Linked DNA regions of Mus musculus: region 1 is linked to region 2. Evidence: chromatin contacts called from public promoter capture Hi-C data. All regions are on one chromosome and are shown on one strand. The core of a region is the stretch at or near the end of the contact, and the rest is flanking DNA. Distances in the headings are between cores, read along the strand shown.

Evidence for each region. Promoter capture Hi-C pulls out the DNA fragments that hold promoters and counts their contacts.
Region 1: a promoter capture Hi-C map of hippocampal neurons shows a contact between it and region 2, with 2.3 times the contacts expected there. The contact joins the promoter of Cybc1 here to the enhancer-like site in region 2. A contact is called at or near these places in 3 of 39 promoter capture datasets (the 3T3-L1 cell line, 3T3-L1-derived adipocytes and hippocampal neurons), 1 of 15 datasets of contacts at CTCF or cohesin (the NIH/3T3 cell line), 2 of 115 datasets of contacts at active chromatin or transcription factors (the SCID.adh cell line and memory CD8 T cells) and 1 of 9 other capture datasets (adipose tissue).

What each region holds. Positions count from the first base shown.
Region 1 is chr11:121,223,908-121,231,250 of GRCm38.p6, reverse strand. It overlaps Cybc1 (cytochrome b 245 chaperone 1), which reads left to right and starts at 1,942. Exons shown (of 7, transcript NM_144832.2): 1 at 1,942-2,212; 2 at 2,781-2,923; 3 at 3,967-4,008; 4 at 4,409-4,482; 5 at 5,351-5,447; 6 at 6,558-6,702; 7 at 7,019-7,343. The coding sequence starts at 2,839. The coding sequence ends at 7,139.
Region 2 is chr11:121,010,396-121,017,989 of GRCm38.p6, reverse strand. Gm30062 (a long non-coding RNA gene) reads right to left here. Exons shown (of 3, transcript XR_003949840.1): 2 at 3,882-4,058; 3 at 2,569-3,198. Among named protein-coding and RNA genes, the nearest start is that of Gm30062, 4.7 kb to the right of the region's middle. Within about 2 kb of position 2,994, at least 69 of the 459 cell types and tissues checked have an H3K27ac peak or open chromatin away from gene starts, as enhancers often do. A contact at or near this core is called in adipose tissue and hippocampal neurons, where this site is marked.

The sequences.
Region 1 (7,343 bases), core at 693-3,192, 210 kb before region 2:
AGACTTCCAAATGTTAAGGGCTGTTAAAGGTTACTTTTTAAATTTCTGTTTCTGCTTCGGTAAATAAAGCTTGTTTTGCATAAGAGGACCTTCTGCTTGTACTAGCACAGAATGTAACTTGTGGTTTTTGCCTTTATAAACCCCTGACTGAGGTGACTGGGGACTGCATTCAGGAATTCCGAGTCCTGGGTGTAGACCTGGTGCCAGTCTATAAATAAAAGCCTCTTCTTAAACTGGGCAGTTCCCAGCACTCAAGAGACAGAGGCAGGTAGATCTCTGTGTATTTGAAGCTAGCCTGGTCTACAGAGTGAGTTCCAGGACAGCCAGGTTTTGAAAAAAAAAAAAAAAAAAAGGAGAGGGAGAGATAAAGAGAAAGAGAAAAAAAGAAAAAAAAAGAGAATAAATCCAGCTTTAAACTGAGTATAGCAGCGTGTGCTTTTAATTCTAGCACTCGCAAGACAGATTGGGCCAGATCCCAGAGTTCCAGGCCAACCAGAAATACATGCACACACTCACACACGCACATCATACAGACAAGCAAAAACAACAAAAAACAGGGATCGAGAGTTGGCTCAATAGTAAAGAGTACTAGCTACTTTCCCAGAGGTCCTGAGGTTCAATTCCCAGCAACCACATGGTGGCTCACAACCATTTGCAATGGGATCTGATGCCCTCTTCTGGTGTGTCTGAAGACAGCTACAGTGTATTCCTATACATAAAATAAATAAGTAAATATTAGAGAGAGACTGCCTCATCCAGTTTTCTCAGTATATACTGTAACTATAAATTGACAAAACTTCAAGGGTCATGCTGTGTACTTTTATAAAGTCATTATAAAATTAGGAATCCCATAACAAGTAGATCTAAAGAGAACGGTAAAGTAATGGAAATCTCTGCTCCAGCATGCCGTCCTAGCACCCACAGATCATCGTAGGTATGTTGGAGGCAAACTACAAAATAGGAACATGTGATCCAGGTTTTACGTCACTAGTTATTGTGTGTTAGGTCTGAAAGAAACCGGGGACAAATGGCTAACTGAGGTGCCTATTGACCATCAAAGTAGATGATGGCCATGCTCTCAGCAAGTACCTGTTACAGAGTCCTGACTCCTCAGCTCTTGCCCACTACCCTAGACCTCTCTAACCCTGCCCAAGCCCCTGCCTTCCCTTCCCTTCCCTCCCCTCAACTCCCCTCCCCTTCCCTTCCCTTCCCTCCAACTTCTCTTTGCCTATAAAACCCAGACATCGTGACTACGTGCTGACATCTGACATCGTGACTACGTGCTGTCTGCCCTCTTGGTCTTTTGTCTCCATCTCGCCTCTCTTCATCTCTTACTCTGCCCCTCTCTCTTTCCTCTCATGGCTCTATTCTGCTGGACATGTTCAACCAGACGCTTCCATATGTGCTTTCCCTCACATTTACAATAAGAAACTCGTCAACAATACCTAGGAGTGGCCATGTCCCCACTTTCATTTATTGTGCATCTTTTGTTAGATTGACCTCGGGTAGTCAGATCATGTTTGCTATACCTTAGGCATCTGGTGAATATGACCTCTTATCATTTCCTGAAAATTACAGATCTAGCCAGGAGGCGGTGGCACACACCTTTAATCCCAGCATTCGGGAGGCAGAAGCATGAAGATCCCTCTGAGTTCCAGGCCAGCCAGAGCTACACAGAGAAACCTTGTCTGGAAAACCCAAAAAACCCCCCAAAAACAAACAAACAAAAAAACCCAATCCAGATCCACTCACTCCCCAGGCTTCTAAACCACGCCCATATCCTGCTTAACTAGGAAACCTCCTTGAGTGACATCTTTCTTGGTTGGCCAAGGGGCTAAATTCAGGTGCCCTACCTGTCCCTGTCCCCAGGAGTGTGAAGCACAAAGGCACAACCCCCGACTGCGTAATCACTCAGTCTCCACCCCTGGGAGGTTCCCACCCAGCTCTTATCCCGGAAGTCTGCGGAACAGAAGTCCGGAAGTTCGAGGGGCTGTTCTCTCCCACTCATTCTCCTACAAGTCCCTCGTTGTCCGCATAGGTGCGTGTCCTACAACTTTTCGGGTTCCGACCCGCCGAGCCCTGTGCGGGTCATCGCTTGCGGATCTGGACCAGGCGCAAGGCAAATTGAGGAAGCCGGGCGTGTGCACTCCGGAGGAGGAGCCAGCGTAACGGGCCGCTAGTGGAGCTTGTTGGTAACTGAAGCCAGAGGGAGGCAAGTTATGTGCCTAACTAGGATTCTTGAGGATGTAGGGTATGAAGCTTGATTGCCCCTGGGAATCCAAGGAGCCACTCAGAACTGGGGCCTTGGGTGTTAATCTCCAGACGTCCTGCCGCAGTGTCCCATTAATTCGGCGCATTTGGGCCATTGTTAGGTAGTCTGGCGTCAATAACAGGGATCTGACAGCTTATGAATGTAGAGACTCATACACGATGGTACTTTCACTTCCCGTTCTTGGTGGGAAGAGTTGTTTCTGGAAGATTCGGGTAAGGTGCCGGAAGCCTGAGTTGTGTGTGTGTGTGTCGGGGCGGGGGAGGGGGAGGGGGCTTACTAATGGAACAACTTAAAGATAAGAGTTCAGTCAAGAAAAGGGTTCACAAGACTGGGGGCTTGGAAGTGAGTTCAGACCAACACCAAATTTGTGAGCTGTGTAGCCCCGATGCCCATACATAATTGTGAGTTAAGTGGGCTCATAAGAGAAAGGTGTTCGGGGTCTGCTGTGGACCTTCCCCTGGCCTCCTGACTGGACTAATGAGGTGCTGCCTATGTGCACTGGTTGCAGGCTTCAGTTGTGTTTTTCCAAGCCTGGTCGGCTGTGCAGTAGAGCCCAGGTTCCAAGAATGTATATGCAGGTGGAGACACGCACCAGCACCCGCCTCCATCTGAAGAGGGCTCCAGGCATCCGGTCTTGGTCCCTGCTGGTCGGTAAGGCTTCCCACCCCCCACCCCACCCCCAATCTAAAAAGCGACGTAAACAGCTTCTTTGTGTTCTATTAGAGGTTCTCAATACAAGGCCTTGATAAAGCATGTTTCATTAACCCTCAGGGTGCCTTTTCTTTCAGATGGCATGCAGGACCGACCCCCTTGCATGCTAGGCACACTCTAACACTGAGATACCCTCCCTGCCTTGCAAGCTGGGCACACTTCTTTAACACTGAGATGCCCTCCCAGCCTATCTGCTTTTTATGAGGTCACTATAGTTTTCCTTCTGTGTGACAGGTGATCATGGGTTCCCATCTTTCCTCTTCCCTGGCTCAGACCTCTTCATAAGCGCACTTAGCCTCTTCCTCCATCGCTGCCTGTCAGAAGGCTCTTGTATCTCAGGGACAGGTGCACTTGTGTTGGCTGGGCTGTACAGTCTGAGGTGAGGCACTAGCTGTGGCTTCAGCAGCATCTCTGCAGTCTGTCCTTATGATATACACATGCTTTTCTGCATGTTATGCTCGGGTGTTGTTATAATTCTGTAAGTAGTCTTCATCCCTCATCCCATGTAAGCAATACCTACCTCAGGGTCATTTGTGCGTTTGTCATTTGTTTGCAGACAAGTCTGGTGAATGCCATGATGGGATATCTTGCTTTTTATTTAATTTTATTTTTAAACTATGTGTGTATCTATATGGGGGTTCTATGCAGGTACGTATAGGTGCCTGTGGAATCCAGAAGAGCATTAGCTCTCTTGGAGCTGAAGTTGCATGAGGTTGCGATGGCCTGACATGGGTGCTGGTGCTGAGTACTGAACTGGGTCCTCTGCAAAAGTAGTATATACTCTTAATCAGTAAGCCCTCTTTTCCAGTCCCCTTCTCCTCCGTTTTGAAACAAACATCTTAGCTGGCTCACCAACTCTGTACTAGGTAGCCTCTACCTGTTGCCCCTGAACAAGCTGTGCTACCATGAGACAGCTATAGCACTGTGAAGAAATGGGTCTTCCCTTGGCTAGTTAACAAGGTACTCTCTCCCTCTCTCTACAGGAATATTATCCACTGGCCTGGCTGCTGCCTATTACAGTGGAGGTAAAGTATGTTCTCCCCTTCAGCTTCCTTGCACTTGGAAATGAACAAAAAGCAGTCTTGGTGTGTGTGGCTTTGGGGTGGCCTTGTGTGGGAGATGATCCCAGGCCATGTCTTGTATCTTAAATCTCTTACTGTGTTACAAAGTCCTCTTGTAAAGCTCTTTAGCATTTGCCTGTCACCTTGCAGGGAGGATGTGTCCCATCTCCATGGCAAGGCTGTATCGATCTACCCATCCTCTAGGTGGAATTAGGCAGAGTTTGGGGCTTAAGTAGCTCCGGTGACAGAAGCACATTACCTAAGCCTCTAATCTGAGCCAAAAGAAAGGTTGGGCTGGGAAGGACCACCTATGGACATCACCTTGGCTCCTGAGCTAATGAGCTGATATACTGTCTGCTTGCAGATAGTCTGGGCTGGAAGCTCTTCTATGTCACAGGCTGCCTATTTGTGGCTGTACAGAACTTGGAAGACTGGGAGGTAAGATGGAACAGTAGGACCCTTCCCGTTCAGAAGCACCTGCCCCAGCTCAGAGGCATTCAGTTACCTGGACTCAGCCCTTCCCTTGATTTTGCTTGTAAACATCTCTGGACTTTTCTAGAAAAGCTACTCACAACAGTTTTCACTAAGGTTCTATGTAGTGTGTTTTGTTATGTTGCAGGCTTGCCTCAAACTCAAAAGAAAGCCAATTGCCTCAACCTTCTGATGGGCATAAAACACCCCACTTGGCGCACAGTAGCGCCCCCCCCCCCCCCGGGTTGTTACAACAAGTCTGTATGTCCCTTGGCTGGGCTGGTTCCACAGGGCAGGGACCTGTGAGAACATTTTGAAGTTCAGGGGTTTGGGGCTTCCTCTGACCACCCAGGTCCTCACTGTACACCTAACAATGGCAGACAGGAATCTGAGCCTGGGGAAAGTCAGGTGGTACCTTTTGGGGATGCCCCCTTCCCTTAGTCTTGGACTTCTCAGAATTCTTGAAGCTGCCTGGCCTGGGCTTCTGCTTTTTGCTTAATGGCCTCATTACCATCCTGTCCTTTTGTTCTTTTATTTACCCAGTACTTAGGGTTGAACCTGGGGCCTCATACCTGCTGGGCAAGATTCCCCAGGCTGGTCTTGCTCTCAGGAAGAGAGAAGAGCACCCATTCTATCTGCTTTCTCTCATGTGTCCCTTACTCACAAGGAGTACAAGAGGTTAGGCACAGAAGGTACCTCTGGAAGAGTCCTGGAGACTTTGGATTTCCACCTGGGCAAATTGCGTATTTGTACCAGTGTGGGTGGGGCTAATACCTCAGCATAAGCTCCGTCCTCTCCCTGGAGTTCTGTGTGCTTAGCATATATTGGTTTGCAGGAGGCCATTTTCAACAAGAACACTGGGAAGGTCATCTTAAAAACATTCAGCCTCTACAAGAAGCTGCTGACTCTTCTCAGAGCGGGCCACGATCAAGGTAAGACGTGGGGACCTACAGCTTGGTGAGGCCTGGATGGCTTGGGTTCAAGTCCAACTGCTCAAGGAATGAGGGTCCTCAGACATATCCTGGCTTGCAGGGATAGATCCAGGCAGATATTTTGCATACTTAAGGACTTAGCCTGTCAGGAAGAATGGAAACTCCTTGGCAGCTCCTAGTTGGGTGAGGGTGACAAGAGGTTACTGTGCCAGGTAGACTAGCAAGGAGCCATCCTAGTCTTCAGGAACCACTTGGCCTTTGTCGATTATCCTGTACCTGGTTGTCAGCTTTGCTAGTCCTGCAGTGAGATGGTCAGAGGAACCCTGCAACCCTTGGACCTCTGGGTTTGGAAGGTAGCCTTGTTGTGAGGTATCAGGTTCTCATAGGTCTCTTCCTTATGTATCCAGCCCAGCTATTGTGCATTACAAACATGGAAGTAAACTGTGTGTGCATGCACAGGCCTCTTAGTAGGCTTTTAACATGAAGAGTTAAGCTACGAGGCGTTCAGGTCTCTAGCTTATGTGGAGTGCTGGCAGTGTATAGCTGAAAGTGGCATAGATGAAGACCAGAGCTGGTTTGTGGGGTGTGAGTTGAACTTCCCCTTAGGCAGCTTGTTGGAAGCCTGGCTCATCTGAGAGCCAGTCCCCACAGGCTCCAAGCCCCATGGCCATCCCTCATGTCACTGTGACAGTGAGATGAGATAGGTTTCCCAGTGGCTCTTGGGAATGCAGTATCAGCCATGCATTAGTTAAGCAATGGTTTTTCTGTACACAGAACTAACTGGCAGAGCTATCCCACTGGAGCCAGACAGGTTTTCCAGCCTTAGGTAAAATCAGGCAAAGAGGATATCATGAAGATGGCAGCTTGGGCTTAGGGATCCATCCCTGTTGTAGGACTGCTCAGGAAAGCCAGCATCTGCCTGGAACTGCAGCTGTCGGGCTCTCCTGAGCATCCTTATCCACAAGTTATTCTGGGTCCATCGTCCTGAATGTGGACGAGCCAATGCTTTTGTCACCAATGCTCCTCCTACTATTCAGCGGGTTGTCCTGCGCACAGCATAGGGTGAGAGCATAGGGTGGACTGCTCATCAGCAAACCCTTCTGTCCCCAGTGGTGGTTCTGTTGAAAGACATCCAGGATGTGAATGTGGAGGAGGAAAAGGTCCGTTACTTTGGGAAGGGCTACATGGTGGTGCTCCGGTTTGCAACAGGCTTCTCCCACCCTCTCACTCAGAGTGCAGTCATGGGCCGACGCAGGTAAGAGTGGTATGGAGCAAGACTGGGATATCTGTCCCTTAGTGTTTTCCAGGGCAGCAGAGAAGTTAGATGTTGTAGACAGGGTATGGGGCTGTGCTTAGGAGCAGCTTTGCCATAGCTTCTATGGGGGGAGGCATCAGAACAGGGTTAGGGAGTCTGGTGAGAATAGGACCAAGGTCAGAGATACTGGGCCTATTTGGGACCCCTGGGGGTGTTGTAGGTGTATCATAGGGGGTGAGACAGTGTGGGTCTTTTGTGGTGTGGTGTGGAACTGTACCCTTTGCCAAGGTGACCTGCTTTCTTGATGATGGTCTAGTGATGTGGAAGCCATTGCCAAACTCATCACTAGCTTCTTGGAGCTGCACCGCCTGGAGAGCCCCTCAGAACGGTCACAGAGCAGCGACAGTGAACCTGATGGCCCTGGTGGCCAGAGTTGACAGTGTGGACTGGCTGCAGGTAAATGCCATCCACTTCTGATGCATCTCCAACCGACTTGACAATTGTAAGGGTACAGGCAGATCTTGGGCACCTGCCTGTGGCTCCTTGGGCAGTTCTACTATGGGCCACCTGCCTTTTGCTTGTTTATGCTTCTACACTTTGCAGAACCTTGGGCTAGACCTCTGCCACAACCCAGAAAGGTT
Region 2 (7,594 bases), core at 1,745-4,244:
GGTTTGGGCAGGGGCAGACCAGAGGACTCTAGCACAGAGAGGCAGAGTCCAAGGCCAGTCGCAGTTCTAAGAAGGGCTGTCTGCCCTCTGGTGGCCAGACAGAGCAGAAGTGAGGACAGCATGCTCAGATAGGACCACCTTTCTGTGGAAGGGCTGGGCTGAGTCTGTGCCCTGAGAGTTTCCTTGTTAATAGAAAGGGGAGTGACCCTTCTCACCTCTACCAACACAGTTCCCTTGGTCCACCCTGCACACCTCACTTTCCCCACTAGGGAAGAAGAGCGGGAAAGAGAATGAAGCTGGATGAGTGTCAAGGAAGCAGGAGATGGCCATCACTTAGGCCCATTTGGACAACACAGATAAAGATGTCTCATGAAAGAAGGATACCCATCTGTGCTTGTCTGAAGGAAGCATTGTCTCCAGGGACCCAGGAGGAGTTGTTGTTTTGGAAGGGAAAGTGATAAGCTAAAGCTAAAATGTGAAGAGGAGCGGGGTACCTTTGACAGGCCCATGCCAAGGGGTGTCCCTAGAGATTACACCAGGCAACAGATCTAGTGTAAGGTTTACTGAGGGAGGGGAGAGCAAAAAGCTGTCTCAAAGTGGGCACGTGAGGGAGAAATAGAGGCAGACAGGCCAACAAGCAGACAGGGAGACAGAGAGTGAACAGGAGACACAGAGGAGACATGAGAAACGAGAGAGAGAGACAGAGACAGACAGAGACAGACAGAGACAGAGACAAGAGACAGAGACAGAGACAGAGAGAGAGATATCTGGGGTGACCGGAGGCACTTTTATGCACAGCATGTGCCTGGTGCACCTGACAGCAGAAGCTGCTGCTAAGTCCCTGAGAGCAGGCCAGTGTGACTGCCTGATCACTAACAGAAAGTGTGGCTGGGAGGGACCAGGTAGTCTTCCCTGTCCCATTTATCCCTGTCTGCTCATATATTTATAGTAAGCCAATGAGGATCTCTCTCTCTCTCTCTCTGTGTGTGTGTGTGTATGTGTGTGTCTTTATCTCTCTGTCTCTCTGTCTTTGTATGTGTGTGTTTGTATCTCAGTCTGTGTGTGTGTGTGTCTTTATCTCTCTGTCTCTCTCTTTGTATGTGTGTGTCTGTATCTCAGTCTCTCTGTGTGTGTCTGTATCTCTTTGTTCCTTCCTTTCCTTCCCCTTCTCTCTGTGTCTCTGTCTCTCTTTGTCTCTGTGTGTTTATCTCTCTGTCTCTCTGTGTCTATCTCTCTGTCTCTCTGCATGTCTGTGTTTCTCTGTCTGTATCTCTGTGTCTCTGTCTCTGTGTGTGTGTGTCTATAACTCTATGTCTCTTCATCTTTCTCTGTTTCTCTCTCTATGTCTCTCTGTGTGTCTATATCTCCCTGTCTCTCTGCCTTTCTCTCTATGAGTGTGTGTGTGTCTGTCTGTCTGTTTCTATCTTTCTGTGTGTTTCTTCATTACCGACTCTAAAGGGCTGACTGAAATTTGGAGAGTCCATCTCTTCATAGAGATCTTTGCAGAAGTTTGAGGCCAACCTGGACCACCCTCTAGTGCTGGGAGGGCCCTCAGCCATTGATGGAAAAGCTCTGAGACCAGCCTGGAGGGCCGAGGCATTCTTTAGCCTCTGTCTCCTGGATCACATATGGATGCTTCCTCTTCTCTGTCCAGGCCACAGGAAGCACAGGCCTCCAGCTGCTCCTCCATCTCCACGGCCATCCTGACTCCCTGGTGACAACAACGCCTGCATCACACCATAGAGAACACCCTCCAAGGCGGCCCTTAAGCAATGTTTCATTTCTCATGAGTCTTAAAATGCCCCACAGCAACCAAACAACCTGGTCACCATGTTCCATTCCAGCTGAATAGTGTCCATCCTGGTAAATATAAGTATTTATCATCCATTAGCTTTACTTAGTAACCCACTAACTTTATTTCACATCGGCTTGTCTGAATGTCTTTCCTAGGATGCAGTCACGGATCTGGCTTTATCCAAGTGGAGGTCCTTAGTTGGGCTCTCCTCCGACTGCCCTCCGCAGTGCTGGGCTGCATTCCTGCTGCCTCTGGCAATCAGAGGGAACCAGAAAAGTTTAGGGGACGCTGTATGTGGTGGTTTGTGCCTGTAATCCCAGGACTTGGGAGGTAGAAGCAGAGAAATAAGACATGCAGGGAGATCCTCAGCTACACGGTAAGTTTAAGGCCAGCCTGTGCAGGGCAGTATGCAGTGTCACGTCCACTGAAGAATGTCTTCCCTAGGCAGATGGCTTTGTCCCAGTAAACACTAATTTCCTGCTGCCCGGCCCTGCAAGATCTCAGCTACTTTCTAAGCTGTTCCAAATCCACAGACACCTCTACTTAGTCTCTGCTCACTCACTAACAGTTAAGGGCGTCTAGCTAGATGCCCTGTGTAGGAAGCTGAAGGACCCTAGAGGCGTCTATCCCAGCTCCATCCTGGTTTCTGAGAGCTGTTTTCATTCAGTGTGCCAGCAAATGCAAAACCATGCCCCGTTTGTGTAGTGTTGGGTTTTGTTTTGTTTTCTATTCTAAGACAGAATCTGAATGTTTTACAAAAGGAAAAACATAAGCACAGGGGAAAATTTTAATAGGGATTTGAGTGAGAATTTAAACTTAGAAAACGCCTCGCATTTGTATCTAGTAAGTTTGGAAGCACAGACGTCATGAAAGATAAAAGAAGGTTGGTTAGGTCTTGTCAGCTAGCAGAGATGGTCCAGGTGCTGTTGGCAAGCATTGCCTGCTGACGTCTTCCCACAGGCGATGACAGGTGATTGCTCACTTTGGTCCGGGAACCATCTGGAGGCGGTTCTTCCTGGTGGTGGGAGCCTTGGCGCTGCCTCCTGCATTCAGCTCCCTGTGACCTATCTGCTTCTCCACTAGAGGTGGCAAACGCAAGATTCTGGGATATTCTCCACAAAATGTCCAGGCAGAGCAGTGGGAAGACTGCAAGATGCCAGACTGTGGCGTCACTCTCGCTTCCTGGAGACGCGCGCACTTCCTCGGATTCCTACGATTACGTCATGACGAACTCAGCTGGGAACAAGCGAAAGCGATGCTGCAGTAATACTCCCGGGAACGGAATGACAAAAGTCCTGTGTGAGTTGAACACTTAGATCCCATCTGCACTAGTCACGCTAGGGCGTGTTTCCTTCCACTTCTGAGTGACCCGAGCTTCTCTTTGTGTCTGTACTCGGGAAGACCTGTAAGGATTAAAATCGTGAGACACCCATCCCCACTGCAGAACCACCACAAGGTGACATGGAGGAAGAATAAGGAGTCTGAGAGGAGGGTATGGAGAGTGTGGGGGAGTGTAGGGCAATGTTGGCTAAGAAGAGGGAAATCAGAAATTCAAGTATGGGGTAGAGAAAAACCTCACATGTGTTACTGTTTCATATTCACATGGAAACCAGAACATAAAATTTTCACGGAACATTTCACTTGTTCTGGGTTGCAGAACTGGAACTCGGGCTTCCAGTATCCTGGGGACTCCAAGTTCCTTTTCATCGCATTGTACCGCTCACCCACTCAGATGAAACATTTTAAGTGGCCCACCTGAACTAAGGTTCCAGTAAACATACATAAAACAGCCTTTCTCCTCAAGCTTTAGGTGCCCTCCCTGCAATCTGCCTTAAACCACCTGGCTGAAAGGTGGACACAGAGTTACCAGGGCCAAATGCTATCTTTTGTTTTGTGGTCTGTTTTTATTTGTCTGTAGCCCAGGCTGGCTTCGATTTTCACTATGTAGCCAAGGATAACTTTGAACCTATGATCCTCCTGCCTGCACCTCACAAGCACCAGGATAGAGCTGTGTGTCACTACACCCACCTTTGTTAAGTTTGATATCATCCCAGTAACCCAGGCTGGAATTTCACTTGATATGTACCTGGCTGGCCTTGAACTCCTGATCCTCAGGCCTTAGCTTCCTGTGGGCTGGGGTTCCACCGAAGATGGAAGATGCTGTGAGACATAAGGAGATGCAGAGCCAAGGGTTGCATAGGCATGCTTTAGCAAGAATTCACAGGCAGAAGAGCAACTCGGCAAGACTAGTCACTTCCTGTACCTGAAACAGAAGCAAGTTATGCTCAGTTAGGTAACCGTGAGCCGCAGTCCCTGGATGTACCTGGTCTTTCTCACTGTTAACATGTCCCTGTCAGTTAAGAAACAGCCCAGCATCGGTGGCTGGCACACCACATTGGACCGTCTAAAAGACTTCATTTGTCTGGTAGGCTCTGTGGTGTGTGCCAAGGATGCCTGCAGCACAAGACTGCAATTGTGCCCAAGATGGCTGTAATTGTGCCAAGCGGATCCCTACAGCAATTCTATTTGCAATACAGAAATCTAGGAGATTTCAAAATACTAACTAGATTTTTTTTTCTGTTTTAATCAAAGGCTTGAAATATAGTTACTGTGTGTTTGAAAAGGCCTTTTCCCATGTCATAATCCATTTCACGGATGTGTTCTCTGAGAAGCTGCTTACGTTAGCTGTAGAACACTATCCTCTAAGCCTCAGAGCCATTAATCACTATCCCGTCTCTGTCTCTCTCTCTCTCTGTTTCTCTGTGTGTCTCGGGTGCGTGAGTGTGTGTGTCGGGGAAGGGGAGGCACTTGTGGTCATGAAGGGTCCTTCTCAGGCATGGACAAGTAATTGAACTTCCAGAGAAGACAGAAGACCAAGTTGCCAAGAAAGGAAAAGTAACAAGAAGGAAAACCCTTTGGATGGGAGGGGGCCCCTGAGTCCTAACCCATTCTAGGCTGGGTATTCTATAGCCCCCTAGGTGCTCCCCTTTACCCAGCTGGTCCTGTTTAGAAACCTGCCCTCTGTTCCCACCTTCTCTTACTGTCTTCCAGCGAACCGGAAGCTGTCTACTCAGGGCGCCTGCTTCCACCTTCTTGCCTTTGTATCTCTCTCTAACACCCCTTCACACTCCACATTATTTCCATTAATTTTTTAATTGCATTTATTTATGGGGCAGGAGGGAGCCATCTCTTCTTCCACCCTATGGGTCCTGGGGCTGGAACTCAGGTCCCCAAGATTAATACTGAGTACCCTTACCCCCTAGCCGTCCTGCCAACCCACCCACCACCCTTTTTCTTCTTTAGTAAAGTCTCTTGCAGAACCTGGAGATCATCATCTCGGCGTGACTGAGTGGCCAGCAAGTCCCAGGATCCTCTCTGTTTTTCCAGAGCTGGGATTACATGTGAACAGGACCATAGCTAGGTGTTACGTGGGTGCTGGGGATCTGAACTGAGGTTCTCATCCTTCCAGGGCAAGTACTTTATCAGTTATTTCTTAAGTTCACCATTACCGTCTTAATCAGAGAGGCTATGAATTCCATGAGGGATTCTCACAGGATGGGGCCTATCGATGTTCCCTTGAAGGAGGGATTGGTTCAGTCACTCAGTCCCTCCTATGTTCCCTGCCCTGGCTGCATATCATGTTGGGTGATAGTTGTGGAGCACTGTCTGCTAAGCATCATAGCCCCACACACACACACACCTGTATGTGTGTGTGAGTATGTATGTTCATGTGTGTTTGTGTGCACGCCCGTATGCATGTATATATGTCCATGTGTATGTATGTGTGTATGTGTGTGCCAGTGGGCATGTATGTATGTTCATGTGTGTGTGTGCATGAGAGCACGCAGGCTGTAGGAATGAGGAAATCGCATGGTACAGTTTCAGAGAGCTTTTCAGAGATGCAGTTGTTTTGCAGTCACCCGTGTTCCTGTAACCCCTCACCACACCCCTGTAAAGAAACCCAATAGACTCGTTGGTTCAGTAAGCTGGACTTGAGTGGAATCATTTGTTTGCTCTGTTGTTGGGAGATGTTTGAACATATCGCTTAAAGAAAAACTACAGTACTCTTTTTCTCCTCCTACTCATCATCATCATCTTTAAAAATATTTTACAGTGGCTGTACTGGCTAGTTACTCCCAACGTGATGCAAGTTAGATCCCCTGGGAAAAGGAAGCCTCTGTCACGTTGACCTGTGGGCATGTCTGTGGGGACATCTTCTTGGTTTATGATTAACAAGGAAGAGCTCAGCTTGCTCTGGACGTTGCCACCCTTGTGCAGGTGATAATGAGGAGGGGGCTGGAGGAGGTGTGGAGAGAGGGCCAGAGGGCCAGGAGAATGAGTGGAAATCTGCAGCTGCTGGGGGCAGGGAGAGTTTCTAGGAAGTCCCAAAGACCTGGGATGAGGGAGGCTCCCAGGAGTCAATGTTGGTGACCTTAGCCGAGATGCCTAATAGTGGTGACGTGGAGCCTGAAAGGCCACTCCTGTGGCCAGACAGGACCCCCAGTGGAGGGATAAGGACACCAAACCATCCACAAAACTTTCAACCCCAAATTTGTCCGGTCTACAAAAAAATGCATAGACAAAGATGGAGCAGATATTGAAGGAATGACCAAACAATAACTTGCCCAACTTGAGACCCATCCTATGGGCAAGCACCAATCCCTGACACTATTAATGATACTCTGTTATGCTTGCAGACAGGAGCCTAGCATAACCGTCCTCTGAGAGGCTCTACCTAGCAGCTGACTGATACAGAGGCAGATACCCACAGCAAGCTAAACATTGGACAGAGCTTAAGGAATCATGGAAGAGTTGGGGGAAGAATTGAAGACCCTGAAGGAGATAGGCACCCCACAGGAAGACCAACAGTCAACTAACCTGGACTCTTGGAAGCTCTCAGAGACTGAGCCACCAACCAAAGAGCATGCATGGGCTGGACAGAGGCCCCCAGGACATACATAACAAACATGCAGCTCAGTCTCCATGTTGGTCCCCCCAACAATTGGAGCAAAGGCTCTCCCTAAAGCTGTAGCCTGACTGTGGTCTCTGTTCTCCAACAGGGCTGCCTGTCTGGCCTCAGTAGGAAAGGATGCACCTAATCCTATAGAGACTCAATGTTCCTGGGTAAAAGGATAGCTAGGGGTCCCAACCTCCCAGAGGAGAAGGGGAGGGGGAGGGACTCTGTGAGAGGGGCCTGGATGGGGGGGGGCCGCATTTGGAATGTAAATAAATAAATAAATAAATAAATAATAAATATTGTTTTTAAAAAAAGGGAAGAAAGCAAGCTAAGAGCTGTGGGTTTCTTTACAAACCCAGTTATATGATGTTTTTGTTTTAATCCCAGGTGCGGGCTATGGAGTTGCTTCAGGTTGTCCACAGCCGCTAACTTTGATTGTCTCATGCTCTAGAAGGGGCGTGATTTTTGCCAGCTGCAGATAGTTTATGTTTGGCATTCTGGGGTCTCTTGAGAGGGTATAAATTTGAGAGCCCAGGAGGGCCTGTGGTGGCTGCTGCTACCCCTGCTTTCCCCAGTTCCGCCCCCCCCCACACACACACACTGTCCCTGTTGCTTGTCCCTGCTACTGCTGGTTCCTGCTGCTGCAGTTGTTATTGCTGGATTGTTGGACTGCTGGCTGGAGATATATCCTGACAACAGAGATTGGACTTGCCCCAAGGAACCTGATGCTCCCTATAAGCAGGAAGTAGTCTAAAGAGGTTTACACCCCTTTTTGCTTCTAATCTCCTTTCTCTCCTACCTAGTATTAGGGACTTAAAAGGAACTGGGGTGGAATAACAGTT